7 separate regions of the Mus musculus genome follow, and all the other regions are linked to region 1. A link is a contact called in public HiChIP or PLAC-seq and promoter capture Hi-C data. All regions are on one chromosome and are shown on one strand. Each heading gives the region's core, a stretch centred on a gene start, on an enhancer-like site or on the middle of the called end of the contact. The rest is flanking DNA. Distances are from core to core; before and after follow the strand shown. Region 1 holds the start of Foxj1 (forkhead box J1). Region 2 holds the start of Hid1 (HID1 domain containing). Region 3 holds the start of Mrpl58 (mitochondrial ribosomal protein L58). Region 4 holds the start of Nt5c (5',3'-nucleotidase, cytosolic). Region 5 holds the start of Sumo2 (small ubiquitin-like modifier 2). Region 6 holds the start of Slc25a19 (solute carrier family 25 (mitochondrial thiamine pyrophosphate carrier), member 19). Region 7 holds the start of Mgat5b (mannoside acetylglucosaminyltransferase 5, isoenzyme B).

Region 1 (3,535 bases), core at 619-3,118:
ACCTGGCTCAGGTAATTGCCCCCCTAGGGAGGCTGGCTGAGAGGGTGGGGGTGGGGGCAGGAAACTGGGGAGGAGCTGAGGTGGGAGGCTGGTCAGTGGCTTCAGGATGACTTCCTGACCCCTCCACCTGGACAACTGATCTTTGTACCCAGAGGGGCTCATCTCTGCCCTACTCTCTAGACGCAGGGTGCAGAAGTTGGCAGGGAGGTCACCTAGGTTCCATTTCAGAGTCCAGTTCTGACTAATTCCTCGGGCAGATCATTGTCTAGGAATTTTCGGACACGGGACAAGAATGTGCCTTAGTGTTACATCCCACATGAGGCTACACCGGGCCCTATTGGTCCCTCTTCTACAACTTCGTCTGTACCTCCAGGGCCTTGGCTCCAGACAAGGGAGCAGTTTCAGAACCTGGCAGAGTGGTCAGGCCTCTCATGAGGCCTGACCTCACAGCCAGGTGTCTCCTTGGCCTTGCAGATCTGGTATGCGAGCCTGGCTAAGTGCCAGAAGGAGGTCGTGAGGAGGGAGTGGCCACCACCCGCACCTCTCCTCCCCCTACCTGCCAGGTGGGGTCTGCATGGCGGAAGTAGCAGAAGTTGTCCGTGATCCACTTGTAGATGGCCGACAGAGTGATCTTGGTGGCCTTGCTGGCTTGCATGGCCATGCAGATGAGAGTGGCATAGGAGTAGGGTGGCTTCACGTGTGGGTTGGTGGCATAGTCCACGTCGTCAGGGGGCGGGGCCTGCAGCCCCGGGGGCGCGCTTCGAGATGTGCACGACGATGTGGGCTTGCCGGGTGTGTGCGGCTGCCCAAGGCAGGCAGGGTCTGCCGCCAGCGGTGACCCGGGCGCCACCAAGCCCGGCACTTGGTGGTAGCCGTGGGGGTCTGTGCCTCCTGGGGGAAGAGTGGGAGCCTTGGCGTTGAGAATGGAGAATTCCTGCAGCCATTGCAGGCTGGTCAGGCTGTCATCCAGGGCGTCCGGCTCCTCCATGCCGCCCTCCGGCCCGGCTTCCTCTCCGGGACCCGCTCCGCAGAGGCGCAGCCAGCTCTCCGCCATGTCTGCGGGGACTCTCCGAAGGGGCGGTCAACATCCACAGGCTGAGCCGGAGTGGCCCGCCGCGCTCTCTGGCCCGCTGGTAACCCAGACTCCAGTTACACAGTCTCCAGAACACTCACTTCCATTCTGCGACCCAGGGGGTCGCCTCCTCCGAACACGAATGTGAGGCCTGCGGGAGCACCACGGAACTGAACACTCTTCCCCTACCCCGAGAGGAAAGAGGCGCCTTAGGGGGGGAGCCCCTCACATTCATCCCCGCAGCCTGTGGCGAGGTCAGGGAAACACAGGACCCTGGTCTGATCCTGCGTCTCCACCTCTCTCCATCTGCCCTTGAAGGGTTTGTTGGCCACAATGAGGGAAGAGGGTAGGAAGGCCCAAACTAACTCTTTTCCCCAAAGAGTGGGAAACTAAGATCACATCCCAATAGTCCAGGGGGGTCAGTACGACGCGGCTGGGGCAAAGTAGGTCATCTGATCCTTGAAAAGAGGTGTTAGGATGAAGGGTCTCGGGAAAGGAAGGTCACAGGACCGAGTTATGGAGGAGCAGGAAGCGATCTCCCGAACTCCTCAGATTTCATTTTCGTGGCCCCACTACTTCTGTGGGCGACCGATGGACTGGATAGCCAGCAGGTCCCGACGCCCTCCCATCCCGTGGTCCACAGCCCTCCCAGTCCCTTACCTGGCTCAGAGCGCAGCCAGCCAGAGGAAGGTTCTGGAAGAAGTTCCTCCCACCTCCCGCGGTTCTCTGTCCCCAGCTCGAGGGCTGTGCTGGCGCCCCTCTTCGCGCCCCCCCCCCTCGCCCGACGGCGCTTCTCTGAGCGCCGACGGCCCGGGGACCGGCATTAAGTAGACGCTCGGAAGGCTTCTTCTGCTGCCATGGCGACGCCCCGCCCCCATAAACAGCTTCCGCTGCTGTCATTGGCCAGTACGTCTCCAAGGAGACCGCGGGCCCTTGCAGCTCCTCTGGCGGCAACTCTCTGGAACTCTCTGGTTCTGCCGCCCTCTCCCGCGCCACCCAGCCCCCTACCCGCCACCGAGATCCGACTCTGTGCATTCCCGCCCGAGGGCCCCGCGCTGGGTCTCACGGCGGGTGCTCGGCTCCCGCTCGAGGCCCCGGGAACCCCTCCCCCAACGCGTCGGGTTTGACCGCTGAGGGGACCCAGCCCCGGATTCTGCAGACCAAGTCTCGGGGAACCGTGCCCTTGAAGTCTTTGCCCTCACCGGGCTGCCAGTGGCCTTTGTCTGGTTTCTGGGGCCTTTCCCTGGTCCCCGAGTGTCTTCTCTGGTGCCCACAGGCAAGTTTGACTCTCTGATGCCACCTGTCGCTTATAATCCGCAGAAACGGCCACACAGCTCGCAGACACACCGAGGCGGGTAGGGTAACCCAGCGTCTCCCGGTAAGCAGCTCGCCCACTCACCCTGCTCAAGTTCCCGGAAGCTGGCATTCCAGGGGCATCTGCGGAGGTGCTGCCCTTTCAGACAGTCTAGGAAGCAGAGCCAGCCGGCAAAAAACAGAAAAGCCCTGGGCCTGCAAGATTCTCAAAGAGGTCATTTGTTCTACTGATTTAGCCAGGAACTGGTTAAGTGATGGGAACTACTAAGCATAAGGGATTCTGGGCCCTAGCTTTCCCTATTGCCATCAGCTTTGGGGTTCTTTAATAATTGACGAGCTGCAGGATTGGAAGTGATCGGGTTTAAGGCAGATGCAGAAGCAGGTAGGGCAGTCAGGAATGGAGCTGGCCTTGTACCCAGGTCTGCAGAAATACTAAAAAGAGCCTGAGCCACTGACTGAAACGAATACGTTCACAAACGAATTCACGTTGTAATTAATGGCTCCCTTGCCCCTGTAAACAGTTTTATTCACTTTTAAGAATCATGCAGCAATCCATAAATATTGCATCTTGATGTCCCCACTGTAATGTGCCTATAAGTGTACTCCATGAATGTGAGGGGTACACAGATGGCACATACAGAGCACACGCACGCACACACACACATACACACACACATACACACAGGTGTTCAGGCCCTAAAACAAAGTGTGCAGCCAGCACGCCAACACCAGATGGACAGGACTAGTTCCCCAGTGGGATGGATGGCTTAGGGTTTGAGTCTGTGCCTGGCAGATGTCACAGGGGATAGACACTCTGGTGGGATGAAATTAGGTAAAGCAAAAAGGCTCTTTGAGGAGGCCAAGATCTGGGCAGTACCAAGCATGGAAAGGTGCAGATACTGTGTGATGAGGAGCCAACGGCACCAGGAGAACATGCCTGACTCTGTACATTTGAGCCCCAAGAAAGGGATGGTTCCCAAATGGACTGGGTTGTGTGGCAGCTGACAGTGGGCCACCCTGTGAATGGGCTATTTCTGCTTGCCAAGAAGTAAAAGGGCAGAGTGAGGGGCGGAATGAGCAAGGCAGAGCAAAGGGTATGCTAACCTGGGTGCCTGGATTATGGAATTCAGGCTGAGCACTTGTGAAGGG
Region 2 (3,535 bases), core at 588-3,087, 970 kb before region 1:
AAGGGGGAGGAGGAAGAGGAAGATGGGGGAGGAAGAAGGGGAGTAGTCCACACTGGGTCTCCAATCTATTCTAGACCCTGATCCAAGCAACTGTCTTCATCTGAGAACAGACTATCTCAACCAGGTACAAACCTACTGATGTAGTATTCAGGGGGAGGGTTCCTAAGCAGGTCACTGCCCACCTTTCTAGAGCTGGTTTAATCCTGCTGCTAAAGGACCTGCTCAGCCCACCAAACCATCTTCCAGCAAGCCAGCCCCTCCCCAGGCAGGGCAAACATGGGAGACGCTCCCCCAGCTCTCACCACCCTACACTGTGCAAAATACCACACACCACCCTTTCCTGCTACCCACTGATGGAGAGTCTCACGTCTGAGGTTCTGGAACAAGCCACAGGAAGCAAAGAGAAGCAGTTCTGGTTTCCGCCAAGTGCCCCTCAGATAGAAACAGGCTCTCTAGAGGCCCTGGCATTCCTTTCCTCGGCCTCTGACCTTCCCAAGGTGGGTAACAGGGTGTGGGAGTAGTGGTCGGCTCTCTGAGGCTGTGACTGGCTGGTTGTGGGTAGGCAGCTCTCCTGATCCCACTCACACTGGCCAAGAACAATATAGAGCTCTGAGAACAGTCGGATGGGGGTGGGGTTCCAGATGGCAGTAGGTCCAGAGCCCTTTGACAGGCAGGGCCTTGGAGAGGCTGCTGGTATCTCCATAACCAGAGTAGCCTGGTTTCCAGAAATAAAGATTGAAGGGACGACAGGGAAGGAACCTTGCTGGGTCAAGAGGTGTGTGCTGAAGGTAGGAGGCAGCTTCTGTGACACTTGTAGACACGGGGGATGGGGGGGGGGAGTGTGGACTGGAGTTACCCATGGCTCCCTCTCCAACAGACCAATGATAATCTCCTCATCCCCGAAACCCCAATCCCTATTCCGGGTGCCAAAAAGCACAGCCAATCAGCTCCACCGGGCCTGGAGAAGCCCCTGGATCATCACTAGCTGGAAAGCTGGCTTCCCTAGGCCTGAGGACAGCTCCTCTTACCCAGCTGCCGCTGCCTGCCACTCTATGAGCTCCCAGGAAGACCTGGGCCTTCCCTACCCTCAGGCATCAGCCAGGGCCCAGAGAGGCCACCGCTGCCACCGCTGCCATCGCGCACCAGCTGTTTTCCCCAACCCAGGCAGGCGCCGGCCCGGCTTTGTTTGCATTGAGTCAGCCGGGGCTGTATGTCCGGGACCATGGGCACTGAGGGGCAGGGAGACCAGCGGGGCGATGGATGGGTAGGTGGGAGCGGGAAGAGGCTGGCTAAGCGAGGCTGCGGGCACCGGGGGGGCGGGACAGGGGGCGGATAACGTTGTCGCCGCCGGCTCCAGGAGTAGGCACACGTCAGCCTAAGGTGGCAGCAGCAGCAGTGCCCGGGAGAGTGTTCCCAGGGGAGAGTAGGCATAGGGTGGGCTCCCAGAGGCAGGGATGGAGCCCTAGTTACAAAGGAAAAGTCCCGTTCCGGTGCTTGTTTCAGCATCCCCCTCTGGATTAGCCGGTCACCCCACCCTCGGGTGAACCGTGTTCACCCAGCCCCCCCGGCCCTGCCCTGCCCCCAGGGCCGGCAGGTGGATGAAGAGGCTGGGCCCCCAGGCGCACCTGCGTCTTGGTGGTCAGCTGGATCACCGCCTTCCGGAAGTTCAGCTTGGAGTCTGCGGATCCCATGTCGATGGACCCCGCTCCAGCCCGACCCCGGATTCCGACTCTGCCGCGGGCTCCGGCTGTGACTCCAGCTCCAGCTCCGCAGCCCCGGCTGCTCTCTGGGGAGCGAAGCTGCGAACCCCGCCTGCCGCAGGCGTCGGCCCCGCCCCTGTGGCTCCGCCTTTAGATCCGCCCCCACGAGGCCCCGCCTCTGCACCTGCCGCTCAGGCCTCCAAGAAGAAGTCCGGAGTTCTCCGTGGAACCCAACTCCTGGTCCTTTCGTCTGCAACTGAGTGTTGTCCTCGATCCTCAGTCCGCAAGACTGAAACCCTCCTGGTATCTCATCTCCTGCCTCCACCTTCATTCTTCATTCCTGCTCAGACCCGCAGTTTCTCCTCCAATCCTCTCTACCTGATGTTCATGCTTTCCTACTATTGTTGCTATCTGAGCTTGCTTGCTTTTTCTCTTTTCTTTTCTTTTCTTTTCTTTTCTTTTCTTTTCTTTTCTTTTCTTTTCTTTTCTTTTCTTTTCTTTTCTTTTCTTTTCTTTCCTTTCCTTTCCTTTCCTTTCCTTTCCTTTTCTTTTCTTTTCCTTTCCTTTCCTTTCTTTTCTTTTCTTTTTCTCCTCTCCTCTCCTCTCCTCTCCTCCCCTCCCCTCCCCTCCTCTCCTCTCCTTTCTTTCTTCCTCCCTTCCTTTCTTTCTGTTTGCTTCTCTTTCTGACCTATCAAATCCACGTGTCTAGCCTTGAAGTTATTCTAACCCTTAAAAGGTTTAGCTCTTGCTTGTGTGGAAGGATGGGCTGACTCAGTGTCCCTGTTCCAGGAAGGCAGCTCAGCAGTGAAAAATCCCTTGGGTCTTGACGCTTATCTAGCTCCCTGGCTTCCCTGAGAACTCTTTGAAGTGTAGAGGACATGACATAAACATCACAGATCCTGGTTTCAGAAGAAAGGAGTTTACCCATGGTATAGCCTAGTACACTGTGTTTGTTTTGTGAGGAGTTTATCGTAGGCTTGCCTCGAACTCACTGTTACTGGTGATGAATTTTTTAATCCATCTCCCAAGTACCAAGGTCACAGGTTCCATGATCACCCTTGGTATTATGGGGTGCTGTAGATTGAACCAAGAGGTTCTTGGATGTTAGGCAAGCACTCTAATTATTAAATTAAGAGTAATAGCTGACAACCCAATAAAAATAGTTGATCCACATATGAGATCTCAGAACTCAGGAGGTGAAGGCAAGAGGGACTGTCATCCTTGGTGAATAGTGAGTTTGAGACCAGCATTGGCAAAATCCAAAATAATCTGGTATTTATCTAATATATATATATCTCATAGCAAGCCAGGACAGCAGGACAGCCAGGGCCATGTATGATGTATGTGTCCCACCCCTCACACAATCATGTTACTGTGTCTAGAAGTTTCTGAGAATCCTGGATAGTTCTAAACAACATGACTTTAATCTAAAGGGGGATCCCGGAGTTGTAAAATAAGGAGTATGCTCCATCAAGGCAGCTGGATCAGGTGTAGAGGTAGAGAGAGAGGGCATGGTCTCACTACCTCACAGAACAAGCCACAGCATTGGGTAGCTCTAGCTTTTCTCTAAAGGTATGTTGTCCCTACAAAATTCTGGGTGTGCCCCCAGGGCTTTTTTTTTTGTAATCACTCTGAGATAATGAATGGTTTCTTTATTCAGTTTAAAAAAAAAAAAAAAAGCATAGCACCAAGCCAAGTATGCTAACACAGGCCTTTAATTCTAGCACACAAGAGGGAGAGGCAGGCAGGTCTCTTTGAGTTCAAAACCAGCCTGTTCTACATAGCTGGTTCCAGGCCAGTCAGAGCTACACAGCAAGACCCCATCTCAAACAAAT
Region 3 (3,535 bases), core at 714-3,213, 930 kb before region 1:
GCAGTCTTCTGAACTCTGTACCTACTTCTCCAGTTTGCTTTTTTTTTTTTTTTTACTTTTTTAATGATTTATTTATTTTATGTATAAGAGTACACCAATGCTCTCTTCAGACACACCAGAAGAGGGCATCAGACCCCATTGCAGATGGTTGTGAGCCACCATGTGGTTGCTGGGAATTGAACTCAGCACCTCTGGAAGAGCAGTCAGTGCTCTTTAACCACTGAGCCATCTTTCCAACCACCTCCAGTTTGTTTTTAGTGGCTAGAAGAATCCACTATGCTGCTTCTTAAAGCTTGAGGAGGGAAGATGCCTGTATTTAGAACCACTTCCAGTGATCTGCCTCCCATCCCTGGCTGGGTATAAGCAAAGCCATTCATCACAACTCTCACATGGGTGTGAGTGGCTTATAAGGCTGTTTTGTAGATAAAAACAAAAAACCTGAAGTTGATTCAACTTGACTGAAACTCAACTTACAAAAATGAACTGCTGCTGGGCATAGTAGCACTTGCCTTTGATCCCAGCAGTCAGGAGGTAGAGCAGGTGCATCTTTAAGAGTTCAAGGCCAGCCTGGTTTACAGAGCGAGTTTCAGAACAGTCAAGGTTACACAGAAATACTGTCATGAGGAAAAAAAAAAAGAAGAAAAAGAAAAACCAAACCAAAGAACAACAAAAACGTGAACTACCATGAAATTCACTTGACCCACAGTCGTGGTATGTCTGTGATGTGACACACTCTGCATGTTTGGGATACAGCAGAGACCTTACATTCTAACTTGGAGACAGGCAATATGTTAGAACATAAGACTGGGCCTTGGAGTAGTGGTACAAATCTGAACACCTGTGAGGTGAAGGCAGGAGGGTCAGGAGTTCAAGACTAGTCTGAGCTAAATAGGTTGAAACCCTGTCTCAAAACACAAGCAAAAGACAGACCTGGTTGGGTAAGCTTTTAATACCAATGCTCTGGACTGAGAGGCAGGCAACCTGCTGTATATAGTGAGCTCCAGGCCAGCTAGGGCTACATAATTGAAACCTGCCTAAATAAATACCACAAAACCAACCCTTAAGCTCAAAATCGAACACACAAAGATTGGTTGACTGTCTATCCACTCATCTATCTAAAGCAAGTTAGGAATGTGGCTCACACTGAACAAGGGATAGGAAAGGGCAGGGAAAGTCCGAGCTTAGCAGGTAAGGTCGTCCTTGCTGTATCTAGTTAGGTTGCTCAAGGGTCCAGGGAAGGAGAACAGACTCAAAAAAGAGAAAAGGGTGTTTCTAGGATGCTAGATCCAGTGTTTGTTTATGTATTTATGCATTTATATATTTGTTTACATACACACACATTTAAAATGATTTTTCCAAGACAGAGTTTCTCTGTATAGAAGCCTCGGCTGTCCTGGACTCACTTTGTAGACCAGGCTAGCCTAGGTCCACCTATCTCTGCCTCCCAAGTGCAAGGATTAAGGCCTGGCCATGTATGTATGTATGTGTGTATGTATGTACTATTATTATTTTTTTTTTATGGTTTTTCAAGACAGGGTTTTTTTTCTGCATAGCCCTTGCTGTCCTGGAACGCACTCTGTAAACCAGGCTGGCCTCGAACTCAGAGATCCACCTGCCTCTGCCTCCCAAGTGCTGGGATTAAGTGCCACCACGCCTGGCCATGTATGTATTATTTTTATGACAGGGGCTATGTGACTAGGTTAGGCTCTCATCTGCCTTAGCCTTGAGAGCAGTGCTGGGACTGCAGGTGAGCACCGCTCAGTCAGACCCATACAGGAATCTTTTTAAGAAAAATCTCCCGTAGGTGGTCTCTATCTGCCGGTCAACCTCTACCAGATGTCAGCTGGGTGCGCACCACTTCCCACCATCACCGCCAAGGTGGACAGCCCGGAGCCCGAGAAACCCGGCGGAACTTAAGAGCCAGCTCAGCCAAGGCTGGCGGACCGCCGGAAGAGTGAGCACCGGAAGCGGTCCTGGGAGGTGAACATGGCGACCGCCTGGGGCCTACGCTGGGGCCTGAGCCGAACTGGAACGTTGTTGCTCGCGCCGCCCGCGCGCTGTGCTCGCCGGGCTCTGCACAGACAGGTAGACGGCACCACGTTCCAGAGCATCTACAGCCTGGACAAGCTGTACCCCGAGTCCAAGGGCGCGGATACCGCCTGGAAGGTCCCGGTGAGCCGAGAAAGGCGGGACGGAAAGGGCGGTTCCTCCCGCTGCTAGGTGACGCGAGGAAGCCGGGCGGCTTGCAAGGTTTTGGTTGCCCCAGGAGGAACTGATCGCCCTAGTAACCCGGCCGGAGGTGCGGGATGTGCTGGGACTGTAGAGTGTGATTGCAACCCTCGTGGCTCGGGTAGTGCAGACCCTGGGAGAGAGCCGCCACATACGCGTCTTTCTAGATCGTTAGTTTGTCCACGTTTGCTTCCCGGCCTTCAGGCTCACATTATATGGGAAGATGTGCATTATGGACCTTGAAAGTAGTAAAACCTGAGATCCGCAAGTTGGGACGTTACCCAGTCTTTTGACCCTAGTAACGTTAGGAAGCCTGAGACAAAGCTGGTTTGGTCCCTAAGGGTCCATGTTTAGCCTGCGTCATGTAGTGGTACTGCGTGGGGCCTGAGCAGGAAAGAGAGCATCTATTGAGCTGCACCTGTAGGATTGAAAGAGCATCAAGTATTTTCATTCATCCACTCGCACCTCATTCAGCAGACATCTTTTGAGAGCATGCTGTTAGCACAGTGCTAATTTGGGGCAGAGAGTAGTAAAACAGAAATCCTAAGGCTGTAAAGCTCGTATACTGGAGGGCGACAGACAAAAATAAATGAATAAACCCAAGTAACACTAAATATGATACTTCAGAGATAGTAAGACTCAGAAGGCAAAGGTGAAGCTAGAGATAATAACAGTTGTAGGTTTGTTGTTTGTTTGGACAAAGGATCTCATGTAGCCTAGGCTAGACTCGAACTTGCTACATAGCTGTGGGTGGCTATGAGCTCCTGATCCTTCCACGTTCATCTCCCACGCGTAAAGATTACTGGCATGTATCACTGTACTGATACATGTTGTGAGAAAAGCTCTTTAAAAGCCCTGGATGATCTCTAGTTTGCAGTGATCTTCCTGCCTCTCAAGTACTGAGATTACAGGCATATACCAACAAACCCAGCTAAGCATTGAAGTTTTAGGTAGAGTGATCTGGGAAAAGCCTGGAAGAATGGGCCACAGTGGCCTGAATCTGTAACCCAAGCACTTGAGGCAGAGGCAGGAAAAATCAATTGGCTCATAGCCAGCCTGGATTATATGAGACCTTGTCACGTACAAAGACCTGGAAGGAAGACATGAGAATACTGGGGAGATGAGTGTCCCCAGCAGAGCAGGTGCAACCATTTCAGAACAGTAGCATGCTGGACAAGTGTGGCTGAGTGAGGCAGTTGAGAGAAGTGGGTGGAGCCAGGAATAGAATGATACATTTTAGTTTTACAAGATTGACTGCTACACAGTGTTACAGACAGAAGCCTGGAGAATGGCAACAGCTAGAATG
Region 4 (3,535 bases), core at 470-2,969, 840 kb before region 1:
GTCTGGTCCACCTAGTGAGTTCCTGACCACAAAGGTCCGATAGAGTCTAACGAGCTCCTGTAACTGGTTACCCCGCCCTCCTCTGCCACTGAGAAGAAAAAATGGAATTAGGGGATAAGCGAAGAGCAGTCCTGACAGGAAGTGGAGTTTAGGGAAAATGGGGGCCCTGATCACTCAGCATTGTCCCCCCTCAGATGGACAACGAAAGCTGAGGAAGGAGATCTACAAGGGCTGGAGAGGGGCTGTCGTACAGCCACTGGATGAAGGAAGGCTCCCGCTCCCATCCTGAGCTGAAAAGGAAAAGGAGCATCAAAGATCCAAAGCCTCGCGTTTGGTTTTTATTTTTATTAAAAACCTCCTGATTTTCTCCACTGTATTTGTGTGCTAGTCTCCTTCTTTCCCGTGTAGGCCTCCTGGGAGGAGCCGGAAAGCAGTCTGTTCAAGTGGCTCCCTGATTAAAGAAAGTCACCTGTCCAGGCAGGGTCCTGTCCACCTCAGGGTCCTTCACAGGCTGGCTCGCTTGCTCTCAATGATCCCCCTCCAGTTGTCACTCCAGGAAAGCAGCCGTCTCCTGGTGGGGGGCAGGGCCAGGTGCTGATTGTGGCAGCAGGTGAACAAGATGTGCTCCCAGCTTGGGGTCTCCTCTAGGCCTGGGCAGTAAAGACAGCGTGCGCTCTGTAATTGGGTCATTTTTACTCCTCCTTAATCCCAGCAGGCCAGATGCCTGGGGGTTGTCAAGGTTAACTGGCTGGCCCAACCTTGAATGTTGTCTTTGTCATCAATGAGCAGGTCTCCCATGACCACCGTCTTGTCCCTAGTCAAGATAATCCGCTCCACAAACTCTGGCCCCAGGTTCTGCTCCACCCAGCGGTACTGTATAGGCGGGAGGGGTGGGGAGAGGTCAGTGGAACTTGCTAGGCTCAGAATGCAAGATAAGTAAGGCATGGGGGCTTAAGTGGGACTAGCCCTCAAACACGCGGGACCCCTTTCACCCAGCCCCCATTTTCTGGTTTATTTTTTTAAATCAGCGCAGGCGCCGGCACCTTCTCGCCCACACAGTGGTCGTACTTCAGCAGTGGGGTGGTGCAGATGAAGACCTCGGTGCTGCGGAGAAGGGGTGCAGTTAGGCCTGGGGCACTGGCCGTCTTCCCGCCGCCCCCTCCTCACCCTCCTTACTCTTTCATGTCGTTCATCTCTCGCAAAGCGTCCAAGGCCCCAGGGATGGGCTCCAAGTTTAGGAAAAAGCCTGGAGATTCATACACACTGGCCACTTTTTCCTGAAAGAGAGAGATCTTGGTCCCGCTCCTGCTTTCCAGTAGGGGGAGCCCCAAAGAGGACACACACACACACAAAGATTCTGCAGGAGACCTCGGTTCTAGTGTGTGTGTGTGTGTGTGTGTGTGTGTGTGTGTACCCTTTCAAGCTTTCTGGTTCGGGGGTGAACTGTGGATTCGCACAGCTTGGCTGCCTAGAAGAGAACTCAGCCTAGAGGTTCCCCATCGGGTCTCCTACCGCCAGGTCCGGCCTCAGAGCTCCGTACTGCTCGTTGGCGAGGAAGCCCCGGCGCTGTTCCAGCGGCACGTGCGGTTCCTCGGGAAAGCGGCGGCGAAAACCCTGCAGGAGGCCGGACTCGAAATCAGCTAGCACGCCGTCCATGTCCACCAGCACGCGCACGGGCCGCTTCACCGCCATTGCCACGCCCGGTGTCTCCGCAGAGCACAGCGGCAAGCACGGAAGATGCCAGACCCGGAAACAAGCTTCCGGGACCGGGGTAGGGGCGGGCCGGACTTTGTTCATTTGCACAGAGTGGCCAACCAGGTGCCCAGGATGGCATTGCGTCCCTTACGGGGCTGCCGCTCATGTGCAGCATCAGAATCCCTCTCCCATAACCTCTAAGATCCGAAATACTTTCTTGGCAATGGGGAACCTGCTTCGCATGCTGAATGCATCCTTTGCCTCTCCCATGTTTGTCCAGGCTGGAAGCTGACAGGATCGTGAGTCTCCCAGTTCAAGGGATGAGAAGGACCCCTTAAAGACAACCGTGGGCATGAGCTGGGCATGAGCTGGGCTCTCAAGAGACCGGACTCATAAGCCAGACTTGGTTTGAAACAGTAACATTGTTTTCAATCTGCGTCCACTACTTTTTCCTGTGGACCCGAGGTCTCCGGTAGAATCGAAAACTTGTATGTCCCTCTAGAAAATGTTAAGCGTTCACACACAGAGACACAACTTATTCTTGTAGATTTCAGAGTCAATGGCGACATCACATCAATTTTCCAACCTATAAATGCAGATTTGAGTAATGACTCCCCCCCCACCCCCGACTCAGGGTTTCTCCACATAGCCCTGGCTGTCCTGAAACTCTGTGAACCAGACTGGCTTCAAACTCCCCGAGGTTTGCCTGCTTCTGCCTTCCATGTGCTGGGTTTAAAGGTGGGCACTGCTACACCCCGATAAGACATGACTTCTAACCCATGGCAGAAGTTTGTCAGCATGGAGCCCGACATCTCACTTGAAGAAAAGCCAGTTTAAAACAACAAAGGAGCAGAGTGTAGTGGCGCACATTTTTAATCCTCACACCCAGGAGGCAGACCTCTGAGTTCCAAGACAGCCAGAGCTACTTAGTGAAGACCTTATCTTAAACAAATTTGGGCTGCAGAGATGGCTCAGCATCGGTTAAGAGTACAGACTGCTCTTCCCCGGGTTCTGAGTTCAAATCCCAGCAACCACATGGTGGCTCACAACCATCTGTAATGGGATCTGATGCCTTCTTCGGGTGTGTCTAAAGACAGCTACAGTGTACTCATATAAATGAAATTAAAAATAAAAAAAGCTCTTCTCCTTTCCTCTGCCATCCTGCGCATTACGCCTGATTCGGTTCTCCTTTCCTCTGCCATCCTGCGCATTACGCCTGATTCGGCTTCTTGCCATGTCTTCTCACAAGACTTTCCGAATCAAGCGATTCCTGGCCAAGAAACAAAAGCAAAATCGCCCCATTCCTCAGTGGATCCGGATGAAAACTGGTAACAACGTCAGGTTCAACTCTTCTCTTAGAAGACACTGGAGGAGAACAAAGCTGGGTCTGTAAGGATTCACACAATGGCAAGACTGAGGGTTTATACTGAGTTGTGGTCAGCAATCAGTCCTACCAGACAGATTTCAACATTTTTAACCTGGAGACTTGCTCATGTCTTAAATTAGGGTGTTTGTCTAGTAATAAAATATAGAACCTTTTAAAAAAATAAAATAAACAATTTTTTTCTTTTCTTCCTTTATTCTTTTTATTTTTATTTATTTTTTGTTTTTTTCCTTATAAACATTTTTTTTAAAAACACAAAAAAGCAAACAAAACTGGTAAAACAAACCAACAACAACATATCCCGGTGAATTCTTACTTAGGGACTGAATTTTCACTAAGCCAAACCAATTTTCACATAAACTGAGTTAAAGTTCATCTGCTGTTTTTTCTCTCCTGCCCTTTCAGTAACTTTTAAAATATTCTGAGAATCCCATACATACATATTGTATCCCATAC
Region 5 (3,535 bases), core at 699-3,198, 800 kb before region 1:
AAACAAAAACCCCACCAAATACTAATCCACTTTCCCCCCTCATTCAAGTGCAGACATCTCCTTGGGAACTTGTAGTCTTATGGATCTAATGAGGGATTACTGGTTTAGCACAAGAATCATAATATTAAACCTACCTGCAAATGTACATACAATATAATCACATGCATCTTAACAAAAATAGTCATGCAATACTGTGATGGTACATTTTCTACTCCTAATTCGGCTGTGTACATGGATTATTAAGTGGAAGTACACTTATCAATTCCTCACCTGCCGTTCACAATAGGCTTTCATTAGTTTACTAAGTGGTGTATGCCTCTTAATCTTAAACTGCACCACAGAACCATCCTGTCCCGCCACCTTCAAATTAATATGATCGTTGTTCTCAGTCTTGACTCCTTCCTGTTGAAAGAAAAATAAGAGTGTAATTTGGAAACTGTGAAACACAAACACCTTTAAAGAAGCTGCGGGCCCGAACGCTTCAGAATCAACAGGTTTCTCTCAGGCTCTCCAACAGCATACAGCTGTTCCCAGCCCCTGGGCTGAAAGATCAGAAACCCTGCACAAAGTGTTACAAGTCTGGTACAGAAGCACTGATACTAGCAAGGCAACAATACACTTAGAAACTCCTTGCATAATTTGTGATGCATCTGAGGTTAAATTTTCTAAAATGGCATTATTTCCTGTCATCGCCCAAATTTGTCGCTTCCCATAAACACCAGTGTCCTTTCTCTTTTCAAAGCTACAACTACTAGAGTCGGTTTGGGGTGGGAGTGAGAAAACCATACCTTGTATTTCAAATTTTACTGCTACCTTCTTGATAAAAGTTAGCAAACTCTGCTCAATGATATCAAATGAACATATCTTTAAAAAAAAAAAACCGAACACACTCAACTGAGGGATATCCCGAGTCTCCCTTTTTACATCTTCCGATTAACGTTCGACTATATAACTGCTTCATTTTCAGTTCAGAGCTTATTTTCCCCCTCTCCTTTGCTGTCATGGCTGCAATACAGTCTTCGTGCAAGTATTCCCGTACATTGCAACCCCAACAGCAGTTCAGCAAATCAAATGTTTATGTCCAAGGATTCGATTCGTCCATCCTGTGTCCCCCTCCAAATAGAGTCGGGGCCAGAGAGTGCCCTGCCCTGGACTGATGCTGGTCCCCTAGTCCGCAGCCAAGAGTAGCCCGTGCCTCCGAGGGCGCGTTCTCAAGTTGAGCCCGTGTCTCTCTGCTCGCACCTAAGCCTCCAACCACAACAAGCCACATGGTTCCCGCCAGGGTGCGGGTTTCTGGGCGCACGGCGGAGAGCGCAGCCCCTCCCCCGCGGGCCCCTTGGGCCTCGAGCCGGACCGACTCTGGAATCCCCCACTCGGGGTTGCCGGAGCACACACCACCGATCCGGCGCGGCCCCAGCCCCGAGAGGGAAACCCCGGGCCGCACGACTCCCGCCTTCGCCGCCGCCCCAGACCCCGCGCGCCCAACGCTTTCCTTACACGCGCCGGGCGCCGCCGAGGAGCCAGCGCGGGGCCGCCGGGCCCGCGGGCTCCCGCGAAGCGCCGCCTGCCCGCCTCGCGCCGCGCCGCGCGCGCTCCGAGGGCCTGGGGGCGGGGGAGGGCGCCGGGCCTCCTCGGGCGCGGGCGGGAGGAAGAGAGCGAGAGAGGAAAATGGCGCGGAGCGCCGGGCCTGAGCCGCCGCTGGCCCCGTGGGGGGCCCCGGGCAGGCAGGGAAGCCCGCGGCGGGCTTCGGCCGGACCCCGGGCCGCGCCACCCACCGGTCCGCACGGTGAGGCGCAGCCGGCCGCCGCGAGCTCACCTTGGGTTTCTCGTCGGCCATGGCGAGCGCCGGAGTCTCCTCAGCTGCCGCTTCACAAAAGAGGCACCGGGTCCGCACTGAGGGAGCGCACAAGCAGCACCAGGAGCGGCAGGAGGAGGCGGCAGCGGTGGACGAGGCAGAGGGCGCGCGCACGTCGTGCGCTTCCCTCCCCCCGCCCTGCGTGCGCGAGCACGAGCATCCGGGGCTTCTCATTGGCTGCCGCTTCGCGGGAGCGCGCAACGCTTACATAACCACCCCTCCTCCTCCCCCCCACGGCCCGCGCCTCCGCCGCCTGGGCCAGGCGCCCGCCAGGTCGGCGGGAAGAGGCGCGGACACGCGCACCAGTCCCGCCGCGGGGGCGCGCCTGGCTCTGGGCGGGGCTGTATTGTCCTCCTTCTTTGGTGGAGCATAATCAAAATGGCTTCCAGCTGGTCCTCGGCGAGGACAGGAAGGCGCGTGGCCTTAGACGTGGGGTGAGCCTAGGTCGAGAACGGAAGGCCAACTCCACGTAGAAGGGGGCATCTCCATCAAAAAAGCAGCAGCGGGTTGTGAGAAAAACTCCTGTTCAGTAGGACAAATGCAACTCCCCCCTGCACATCAAACTTCCCAGTCCCTTCGTCCTTCCCCATCAACCAGCTTCCCACCCGGGAGCCTCAAATGTCTTCCAACCTGTTGGGAACCCTACTCTTGCTGTGGAAAACTGTTCTTATAGCCACTCAAAGGATTCCTTGCTTGTGGCCTGCCTCCCAACTTCCAGAGAACACAGTCCATCAGGGGAGCCGACCCAACCTGAAGCTCACGGGCCCATCAATCATTTCGTCCCTTAATCCAGTACAAAGTAGGAGTAGGATCCTCGCATTTGAAGAAAATCCTGCCCTCTGCTGTGCATGCCACCCTGTGGCTCTCACTTGGTGTTTTTATTTCCTGTACCCCTGTATTTTCTTCTACTACTGTGTTCCCACAGAGGGGGGAAATACCACGATTACATTACCACCATAGTGCTTCTTCTCGACCAAACAGCTTGAAAAAATGCCCATGCCAGCTGCTCCACCCCCTCAACTCCCACTCACTCCTCAATCCACTGCAATCTGTTGTTGTCCTCTTAGCTCCACTAGAACTCTCCACAAGGTCACCTTTGCTGAAACCAGTAATACGTCCCGTTTCTCACCCCTACTCAACTCCCTTCGACTCTGCACAAAACAGGCTTTTTTTTTCTGTCACCTTAGGCCAGTGGTAGCACACCTTAATCTTTTTTTCTTTATTAAACTTTATTTTAATTGTTTCTTTGAGTTTTAGTACAGACTTTTTCTGGTTTTTGGGTTTTTTTGTTTTTTTGTTTTTTTTTTTTTTTTTTTTGGTTTTTCGAGACAGGGTTTCTCTGTATAGCATTGGCTGTCCTAGAACTCACTCTGTAGACCAGCCTGGCCTCAAATTCAGAAATCCCCCTGCCTCTGCCTCCCAAGTGCTGGGATTAAAGGCATGTGCCACCACTGCAGCTAGTATAGACTTTTAAAAATTACTATATTTCCTCTACAGGGACGTATGAATCCCTTCCAATATCATCTACTTTCTAAACTCTCCTTTTCTAACTTTTTTTTTAATCCTCCTTGCATGTCTGTGGTGGCATAGGTGTTTAATCCCAGCACTAGGGAGGCAGAGGCAGGTGGGTCTCTGTGCTCTAGGCCGGACAGGTCTACAGACTGAGTTCCAGAAAAGCCA
Region 6 (3,535 bases), core at 419-2,918, 710 kb before region 1:
CGGTAGAGTCCCTGCCTTTTATGCACAAAATCCTGAGTTTATAAACCCATTGTTACAAAAATAAATAATAAATAAATAAATAAATAAATAAAAGCCTATATGCACAGGGATGGTTTAGCAGGTGAGGGGACCAGCTGTCAAGCTGGAAGACCTGTGTTAAGGGAACTGGTTACTCCCCTTTTTTTATTGTTGATTTTTGGGTTTTTTGTTTTCGAGACAGGGTTTCTCTGTGTAGCTCTGGCTATCCTGGAACTCACTCTGTAGACCAGACTGGCCTTGAACTTAGAGGACCCCCCCACTCTGGGTTGTTACCTCAGTGCTAGGATTCTAGGCATGTGCCCCCACCCGCAGGCTCTGGCTGCTGCTCTTACTGAGGACCTAGTACCCATAAGAAGGCTCACAGCAGTCATTCCAGTCTCTGGGGATCCGAAACTCTTTCTCCTGCCCCAGGCATGCATGCGGGGAAAACACTCATTTACAGCAAAATAAAAGTAAAAAGACATTTAAATGAAATAAAATACCAACTCAGGTTTCCCTTGTGGGAAGTAGGAGATGGCGTCTGACTGCCTGGCTCAAACTGCTCATCAAGTTAAGTGATAAAAACCAGTAAGTCACACACACCTAAAAAGCTTTAAAAGTGTTTGCCTTCAAGAAAACTAAAAAACACAAACATTTTTACAACCCAGGCGAGGAAAGTATCACATTTGTTAACGTACCCTGGGTTCAGTCTCCAAAAACCAACACAGCAGTGTAGTCTGTAATTCCAGCACTTGGGAGGTGGGAGGCATGAGGACCAAGAGTTCAAGGTCACCCTTAAGAACATAACAAGTTCGAGCCTAGCCAGGATTATACGGTCGCAAACCAATAACAAAAATAAATAAAGGGAAATATTAATCTCCTGTTTATTCAAAAATCTTCGTGCATTAACAGTCTTGCTATCTAAACAGATAAAAAATGATTTATAATATAAATAAATATAAATGCAGGATTGAGACAGGGCGGCTGCTGACCTGAGTGGCAGTGATGGGGGTGCAAGCGAGTTTCTTCACCCTGCAGCTTTTCTACCTCAGACTCCACTGTCGGGTGGACAGGTGTCCTTCGGTGACTAACCGAGAGCCCATGTGATCTGCTGAGGCGCTCTGCAGACAGCCTCGCGTGAGTGCACTGTCCAGGCTTTCCGGGGATGGGGTGGGGTGGAGAGGGCGTCTCCGTGAGTCCGGGGCAGTGGACACCCCATGTGCAAACGCCTACGATGGTGAGTGGTGGTGGGAGGGATTCGCCTTCCGTGTCTCTGAAGATGCTCCTGGGGTCAGGTGTGCCTCGTGAGCATCCGTCCCCGCCCCACGTGGATACCTGCCCTTCTCTGTTCTGACACACGGAGTGGGGGTACCGGCCCCCGAGAGTACCGGGAAGAAAGCAAAGCCAGAGGTCCACTCACCTGACACTTCAGGCCCGTCCGGGCTCCTCAAGCTCAGTTCTCCCTCCCTCTCAGTGTAGCCCAACAGCAAAACTTAACAGCACTTGCCAGTAACTGACAGGCTGCTAGGCCAATCACCGTGCAGCTTTTGGCCGCCGCTGGACGAATCGTTGTACGTCGAAGGTCCCATCCCAATGTCACTGTCCAGATACCGCTAGGTACTGTAGTCTTCCGCTTCCAAGCCCCACCCCCTTGAGAAGCTGCAGAGACTCCTGGGAGGTGTAGTACCACAGCGCCTTGCGTGCGCATTTCCGACGCCGTAAAAGAGCGGATGGCGAAGTTGGCTTTTACGACCTTCTAGAGGGCCTCTCATTGGCGCGATCCTCTGAAGTCTGCGCGGCTATGGAATATTAGAGCTCGCTGAACTTGACCCAGTTTTTATTTTTTATTTTCCAAATCAATGTAGTCTTAGAAGTCATATAACTTTGGAAAAGATGGCGGGAAGCCTGGTATTATTAGCCTGAAGGACTGGAGTTGGGTCGGGGTTAGATGGGTTCTTTGGGATAAGAACCTTTAAGGGAGTTGTACACACACACACACACACACACACACACACACACACACACACACACACACACGGGTCGGGGTTAGATGGGTTCTTTGGGATAAGAACCTTTAAGGGAGTTGTACACACACACACACAAACACACCCGGAGGAAACTACACACACACACACACACACGGAGGAATAAGAACCTTTAAGGGAGTTGTACACACAAACACACACACACACCCGGAGGAAACTACACACACACACACACACACACACACACACCCCCGGAGGAAATTTAGCACCGGAAGGACGATCGGTAGTTCAACATCAACCCAGAGTTCAAGGCCAGCCTAAGCTACGTGAGACCCTGACCTCTAAAACAAAAAGTTTATCTGAACTGAGATCTAAGTAATTTGCTGCAACTTCTTAATGTATCATTACTTACATGTTTTTAAATCAGTGGTTTATTTGTTACAGTTTAAGAGTTAATCTTAGCCAGGCGTGGTGGCGCACGCCTTTAATCCCAGCACTCAGGAGGCAGAGGCAGGAGGATTTCTGAGTTCGCGGCCAGCCTGATCTACAAAGTAAGTTTCAGGACAGCCAGGGCTATACATATATATATATAACCATATATATATATATAACCCTGTCTCAAAAAACCAAAAAAAAAAAAAGAGTTAATCTTTTTTAAAGATTTATTTATTTTATGTACATAAATGCACTGTAGTTGTCTTCAGACACACCAGAAGAGGGCATCGGATCCCATTACAGATGGTTGTGAACTATCATGTGGTTGTGGGAATTGAACTCAGAACCTTTGGAAAAGCCGTCATCTTTTTGTTGAGCCATCTCTCCAGCCCCTTTTTGTATTTTTTTTTTTTGGTTTTTCGAGACAGGGTTTCTCTGTGCAGCCCTGGCTGTCCTGGAACTCACTCTGAGTTCTGACCAGGCTGGCCTCGAACTCAGAAATCCACCTGCCTCTGCCTCCCGAGTGCTGGGATTAAAGGCGTGCGCCACCACGCCCGGCTTCCTTTTTGTATTTTTTAAGAACACCTCAAGAAACAGCTGGCTGGGCAGTAACAAATCTCTGGATAGCTTTTCTCATTTTGTTTTCCAAGTAGCAGAAATGACAGAAGTTTTTAAAGGTTAATAGTGGGGGGGGGGGGGTACACAAGGAGAGGCGAGAGGACAGCTTGCAAGAATCAGTCCTCTCCTTCCACAGGATCCAAGGGGTTGAATTTAGTTTTCAATCTTGATAAGAAGCACCTTTACCTACTGAGTCATCTCCAAAGCTAGCCTTCAAGTGTCGGAAACTACAATCTTAAAGATCGGTTCTTGTGTAGCCTCAGACTGTTACGTGGCTGTGGGTGACCCATGACTCTCCTTCCTTCACTTCCCGTCTGAGCCATCATGCCTGGCCTAGAAGTTTTTAGGTGTAATGAACGCTAGTCTTACTGCTTAGGTGGGGGAGTGGATCTTGCCTAGGCAAAGGTTCATTTCTCCAGGCAGGCACGCTGGGATCTCCCTCTGACCGCAGCTCTCAGAATCAGGAAAACCTCAACTTC
Region 7 (3,535 bases), core at 653-3,152, 580 kb after region 1:
GTGTGTGTGTGTGTCATGTGTGCATGTGTGAGGTCACATGTATGCCATGATGCAAGTGTGAAAGTCAGGGGATGTGAGAGAGTGGGCTCTTTTCTTCTACCTTGTAGGTCCTGAGGTCACCAGTCTCCCCATGCTGAGCCATCTCTCAGCATGCTCAGCATCTCTCATCTCTCTGGACCACATTCAAAGTTCTTGACTTTGAAGAGCCAGCAGAGCCTTCGTGGTCTTAAGACGTTCAGGCTGGATCAGCACTACCCAAAACCAGACAGGCACGACTCTGGTCAGGAAGTGCCCCAAAGCCTTGGGTACCGAGTATAAGACAGTCTGTGATGGTGAGTCTCCTCCCCAGCTCAGGAGAAAGCCCTTTGCTCTGGCTAGTTTTTCGTTGTTATTGTTGTTGACACAAGCAGGACTTACCAGTTTAGAAACTGTCTTCTATCATAGCGGTCTACAGGCAAGCCTGTGGGCATGTTCTTGATTAATAATGTAGGAGGTCCCAACTCACTGTGCTGGTGCCGCCCTGGGCAGGTGGTTCTGGGTGGTGTAGAAAGCAGACGGGAGCCTTGGAGAGCAAGTCTGTAAGCAGCACTCCCCCACGGCCTTTGCACACACCCACCCACACACACCCCCACAGTCTCTCTGTCAGCTCCCGCCTTCAGGTTCCTGCCTTGTGTTTCTGCCCTGACTTCCCTTCATGATTGACTGCCAGGGGAAAGTGTTAGCCAAGCATAGCCTCTCTTCCCAAGTTGCTTTTGGTCAGGATATTTATCTCGGCAACAGAAACCTAATTAGGACACCCGTGTTTTCTTCCATCTTAACCTGGTTCCATCCAAGCACCCTGGCATCCCCAGGCCCTTTGCAGCTTTCTCTGCCTCCCTTGAGCCTTTCCTTACCAGCGGTGACTGCTTTGTCTGCTTCTCCACCAGCGTTCACCTGTTACCTAGTTGCCTTACTCCCGCCAACGAGAAAACAGGCGATAAATTGGTGTTGGCGAATTGATGTGTTCGCTCGCTCGCTAGGTAGCACATTTGCATTGAGCAAGGGCAGTCTGACCGTGCCTCAGTGAAAGAGTGACGGATGGAGGAGGGAAATTCGGGCACTCCAGCCAGCTGGCTAAGGAAATGTCTGAGGGCGATGGGGTCTCTGCTGGGCCTCTAAATCATGCATCTTGTCTGGGTGCCTCCAGCTGCCACAAGCCTGGGTGATAATTTCATTCCTGGCTGTCAAGACCAAACTCACATCAACTCTAAGTGAGGAAGTGACAGGACAGTACACACACACACACACACACACACACACACACACGCAGGGATGGTGTGCGCAGGGCTCAACAATGCTAAAATTTAAGCCTGTGGGTTTGGGAATTGACTTTAAAGAGCCTTGGTGAGCTTTTTGGTCATTAGTTGTATACTAGAAAGCCCGTTAACTCAGTGATTGAGAGGGTCCAAGGCTAGACCTCAGGCATACAGCTGACGGCTCCTGGCATGAATGCCACAGCCCCAGTTTATTATAGGCAAGTGAGAAGTGGGAGGACTCGGGGAGTTTCTCAGGGTGGGTGGGTGTTGCCGAGAGAATCAGCGGGTGAGAAGCCATAGGTACGGAAGCTCTTGGGGGTGGTAGTGGTGGCTCGTGCTCTGCAGGAGAGACAAGGGTCCCCTCTCCGCGCCCCATCTCCCCTGCGCGATGCAGTTACCGGAGCAGCCTCGGCTCTCCGGTCTGCTGGATGCCCTAGGAAGTTGCATGGTCCAGGGAGGGGCGCAGAGCCATGGCTCCCGCGCTCGCGTCCCCCTCCTCCTCGCACAGCCCGGGGAGGGAGCGCAGCGAGACTGCGGCCACCAGATGGCGCTCAGGCGCCGAGGAAACGCGAGGCCGCTCCCGGGCCGCCTCCTCAGAGGGAACAATGCGGCGCCTCGGGTTGTAGCGCCGCGCGGGAGCCCGGAGCCCGGAGCGCGGGTGGCCGAGCGACCGAGCGGGCGAGCGGGCGGGCGAGGACGAAGGCAGGCGAGCGCGCAGCCGTTCCTTCCCAAAGCCATGGGCGCGGCGCTGCGCGCGGCTGCAGAGCGGCGCGGCCGGAAGGTGCGGGGGGCCGGGGTGCGGGCCTGGGGCCGCCTCTAGCCGGCTCTGAGGGCGCGGGCCCCGGGAATGAGGGCGCCCGCCGCGGGAAGCCCGTTTGCGCGCCGCGGCGCCGTCCCGCCCAGCCAGCGAGCCTAGCAGGCAGACGCGCGGCCGGCGATCTGGGGGCGCGCCGCCTCGCCTTCCCCAAAATGTGAATCGGGGAGGGCGGAGACGCAGAGAGCGCCCGGCCCCAAGCTCTCGCCGAACCCCTGCCCTGCGCGCCCAGGCCGCGCCGTGCCCCGCGCGGGGCTGCAGAGCCACCGTGCCCCGCGCTCCCTCGGTGCTGCGACCCCCCGGCTTCGGCCCGCAGCGGCTTCGTGGTTCCCGAGGCGGTCAGAGCCGGGCCCAGGACGGTGCGTCCGGCCTCGCCCCCGGCTTCTCGCCCAGACAAGTTTGAACAATGATCACAGTCAACCCAGATGGGAAGATAATGGTCAGAAGATGCCTGGTCACCCTGAGACCCTTTCGGTAAAGTTCTCTACTGGTTGGCGCAGGGAGGTCAAGACCTCCCCAAGGGGACTCATGGTGGAGCTGGGCGAGGTCGGTCCCCTCAGGGGGTGCGAGTTCGGGTGGCAAAGGAGGTTCGCGAGTCTATTCTCGATGAGGGCCATGGGGATGGGAAGACGGAATTAGATAGGGTTGGGGTATGTGTGTGTGTGGGGGGGTGCGGGTCTGGATCTTTCTTGAGTTGACCAAGATTGGAACGATATCAGGTATAGAGAGGTGAGCATGGAGTCAGAAAACACCAAGATCAAGGTCCTGGGCTCCAAAGTGGCCCCAGCCAGCAAGTCCCTTTCCTGCCCCTTGCGGTCTTTTTCATCTCTTGTCGGTCCTATCTGAGCTGCGAAGTTACTGTGGGGTGCCTAGGAAGCACCCCTGGTGTCCCGCCTGTCTCCTAGGTCGGCCCGCCCATCCTCTGCCTAGTTCATCCCCCTTCCTCTCCCCCTCCCTCCCCCTGCATCTCACTCATCTTCCTGGTGGGGGACAAACCTGGGTCTGACAGGAACGTCCCCAAGATTGGGGCAAGGACCCCCTTCTGCTAGGGATTCACTCCCAATCGCGGATCTCCAACAGACTAGATAGGCATAGCAGGTGCATGGAACACCTCCCTCCCTCCCTCCCTCCCTCCCTCCCTCCCTCCCTCCCTTCCCGTGGACAGTCCTGGCCAGGCAGGGGTGCAGTTTGTGAGAGACTCGCTAAGACCTGTTGGTCCAAGAAGGGACCCCACTTCCTTCCCCCAGACTCCAGCAGAGCTAGGCCCCGAGGCCAGACTAGGGGAGAGGGTGTCTGGGAGGCCTGAAGTACTGCCTTGTTTGGCAGCTGGGCTTCAGAAGACACAGAGGGAGAGATGGGCACCGTTGTGGGGGTGGGACTCGGGACTAGGCCACAGGTGGAGTCCGATCATAAACCTTAAGGCAGG

The links. Promoter capture Hi-C pulls out the DNA fragments that hold promoters and counts their contacts. HiChIP or PLAC-seq counts read pairs in DNA pulled down with a chosen protein or histone mark.
Region 2: a contact with region 1 is called in a FOXA1 HiChIP or PLAC-seq map of pancreatic cancer cells. The contact joins the promoter of Hid1 here to the promoter of Foxj1 in region 1. A contact is called at or near these places in 1 of 39 promoter capture datasets (liver) and 1 of 115 datasets of contacts at active chromatin or transcription factors (pancreatic cancer cells).
Region 3: a contact with region 1 is called in a promoter capture Hi-C map of liver, with 3 times the contacts expected there. The contact joins the promoter of Mrpl58 here to the promoter of Foxj1 in region 1.
Region 4: a contact with region 1 is called in an HNF4G HiChIP or PLAC-seq map of pancreatic cancer cells. The contact joins the promoter of Nt5c here to the promoter of Foxj1 in region 1. A contact is called at or near these places in 1 of 39 promoter capture datasets (liver) and 1 of 115 datasets of contacts at active chromatin or transcription factors (pancreatic cancer cells).
Region 5: a promoter capture Hi-C map of neural stem cells shows a contact between it and region 1. The contact joins the promoter of Sumo2 here to the promoter of Foxj1 in region 1. A contact is called at or near these places in 2 of 39 promoter capture datasets (liver and neural stem cells).
Region 6: a FOXA1 HiChIP or PLAC-seq map of pancreatic cancer cells shows a contact between it and region 1. The contact joins the promoter of Slc25a19 here to the promoter of Foxj1 in region 1. A contact is called at or near these places in 1 of 39 promoter capture datasets (hippocampal neurons) and 1 of 115 datasets of contacts at active chromatin or transcription factors (pancreatic cancer cells).
Region 7: a promoter capture Hi-C map of liver shows a contact between it and region 1, with 2.3 times the contacts expected there. The contact joins the promoter of Mgat5b here to the promoter of Foxj1 in region 1. A contact is called at or near these places in 2 of 39 promoter capture datasets (both in liver) and 2 of 115 datasets of contacts at active chromatin or transcription factors (embryonic forebrain and pancreatic cancer cells).

What each region holds. Positions count from the first base shown.
Region 1 is chr11:116,333,486-116,337,020 of GRCm38.p6, forward strand. It overlaps Foxj1 (forkhead box J1), which reads right to left and starts at 1,869. Exons shown (of 3, transcript NM_008240.3): 1 at 1,733-1,869; 2 at 557-1,223. The coding sequence starts at 1,054. Rnf157 (ring finger protein 157) reads right to left here. Exons shown (of 19, transcript NM_027258.1): 19 at 2,860-3,535.
Region 2 is chr11:115,365,919-115,369,453 of GRCm38.p6, forward strand. It overlaps Hid1 (HID1 domain containing), which reads right to left and starts at 1,838. Exons shown (of 19, transcript NM_001346774.1): 1 at 1,626-1,838. The coding sequence starts at 1,691.
Region 3 is chr11:115,401,789-115,405,323 of GRCm38.p6, forward strand. Mrpl58 (mitochondrial ribosomal protein L58) reads left to right here and starts at 1,964. Exons shown (of 6, transcript NM_001347645.1): 1 at 1,964-2,172. The coding sequence starts at 1,987.
Region 4 is chr11:115,490,095-115,493,629 of GRCm38.p6, forward strand. It overlaps Nt5c (5',3'-nucleotidase, cytosolic), which reads right to left and starts at 1,720. Exons shown (of 5, transcript NM_015807.1): 1 at 1,513-1,720; 2 at 1,177-1,277; 3 at 1,044-1,104; 4 at 759-873; 5 at 331-650. The coding sequence starts at 1,692. The coding sequence ends at 505. Armc7 (armadillo repeat containing 7) reads left to right here. Exons shown (of 3, transcript NM_177778.5): 3 at 1-372. It also overlaps the pseudogene Gm11694.
Region 5 is chr11:115,534,282-115,537,816 of GRCm38.p6, forward strand. It overlaps Sumo2 (small ubiquitin-like modifier 2), which reads right to left and starts at 1,949. Exons shown (of 4, transcript NM_133354.2): 1 at 1,817-1,949; 2 at 271-402. The coding sequence starts at 1,837.
Region 6 is chr11:115,626,627-115,630,161 of GRCm38.p6, forward strand. It overlaps Slc25a19 (solute carrier family 25 (mitochondrial thiamine pyrophosphate carrier), member 19), which reads right to left and starts at 1,669. Exons shown (of 7, transcript NM_026071.3): 1 at 1,439-1,669.
Region 7 is chr11:116,916,961-116,920,495 of GRCm38.p6, forward strand. It overlaps Mgat5b (mannoside acetylglucosaminyltransferase 5, isoenzyme B), which reads left to right and starts at 1,903. Exons shown (of 18, transcript NM_172948.3): 1 at 1,903-2,583. The coding sequence starts at 2,516.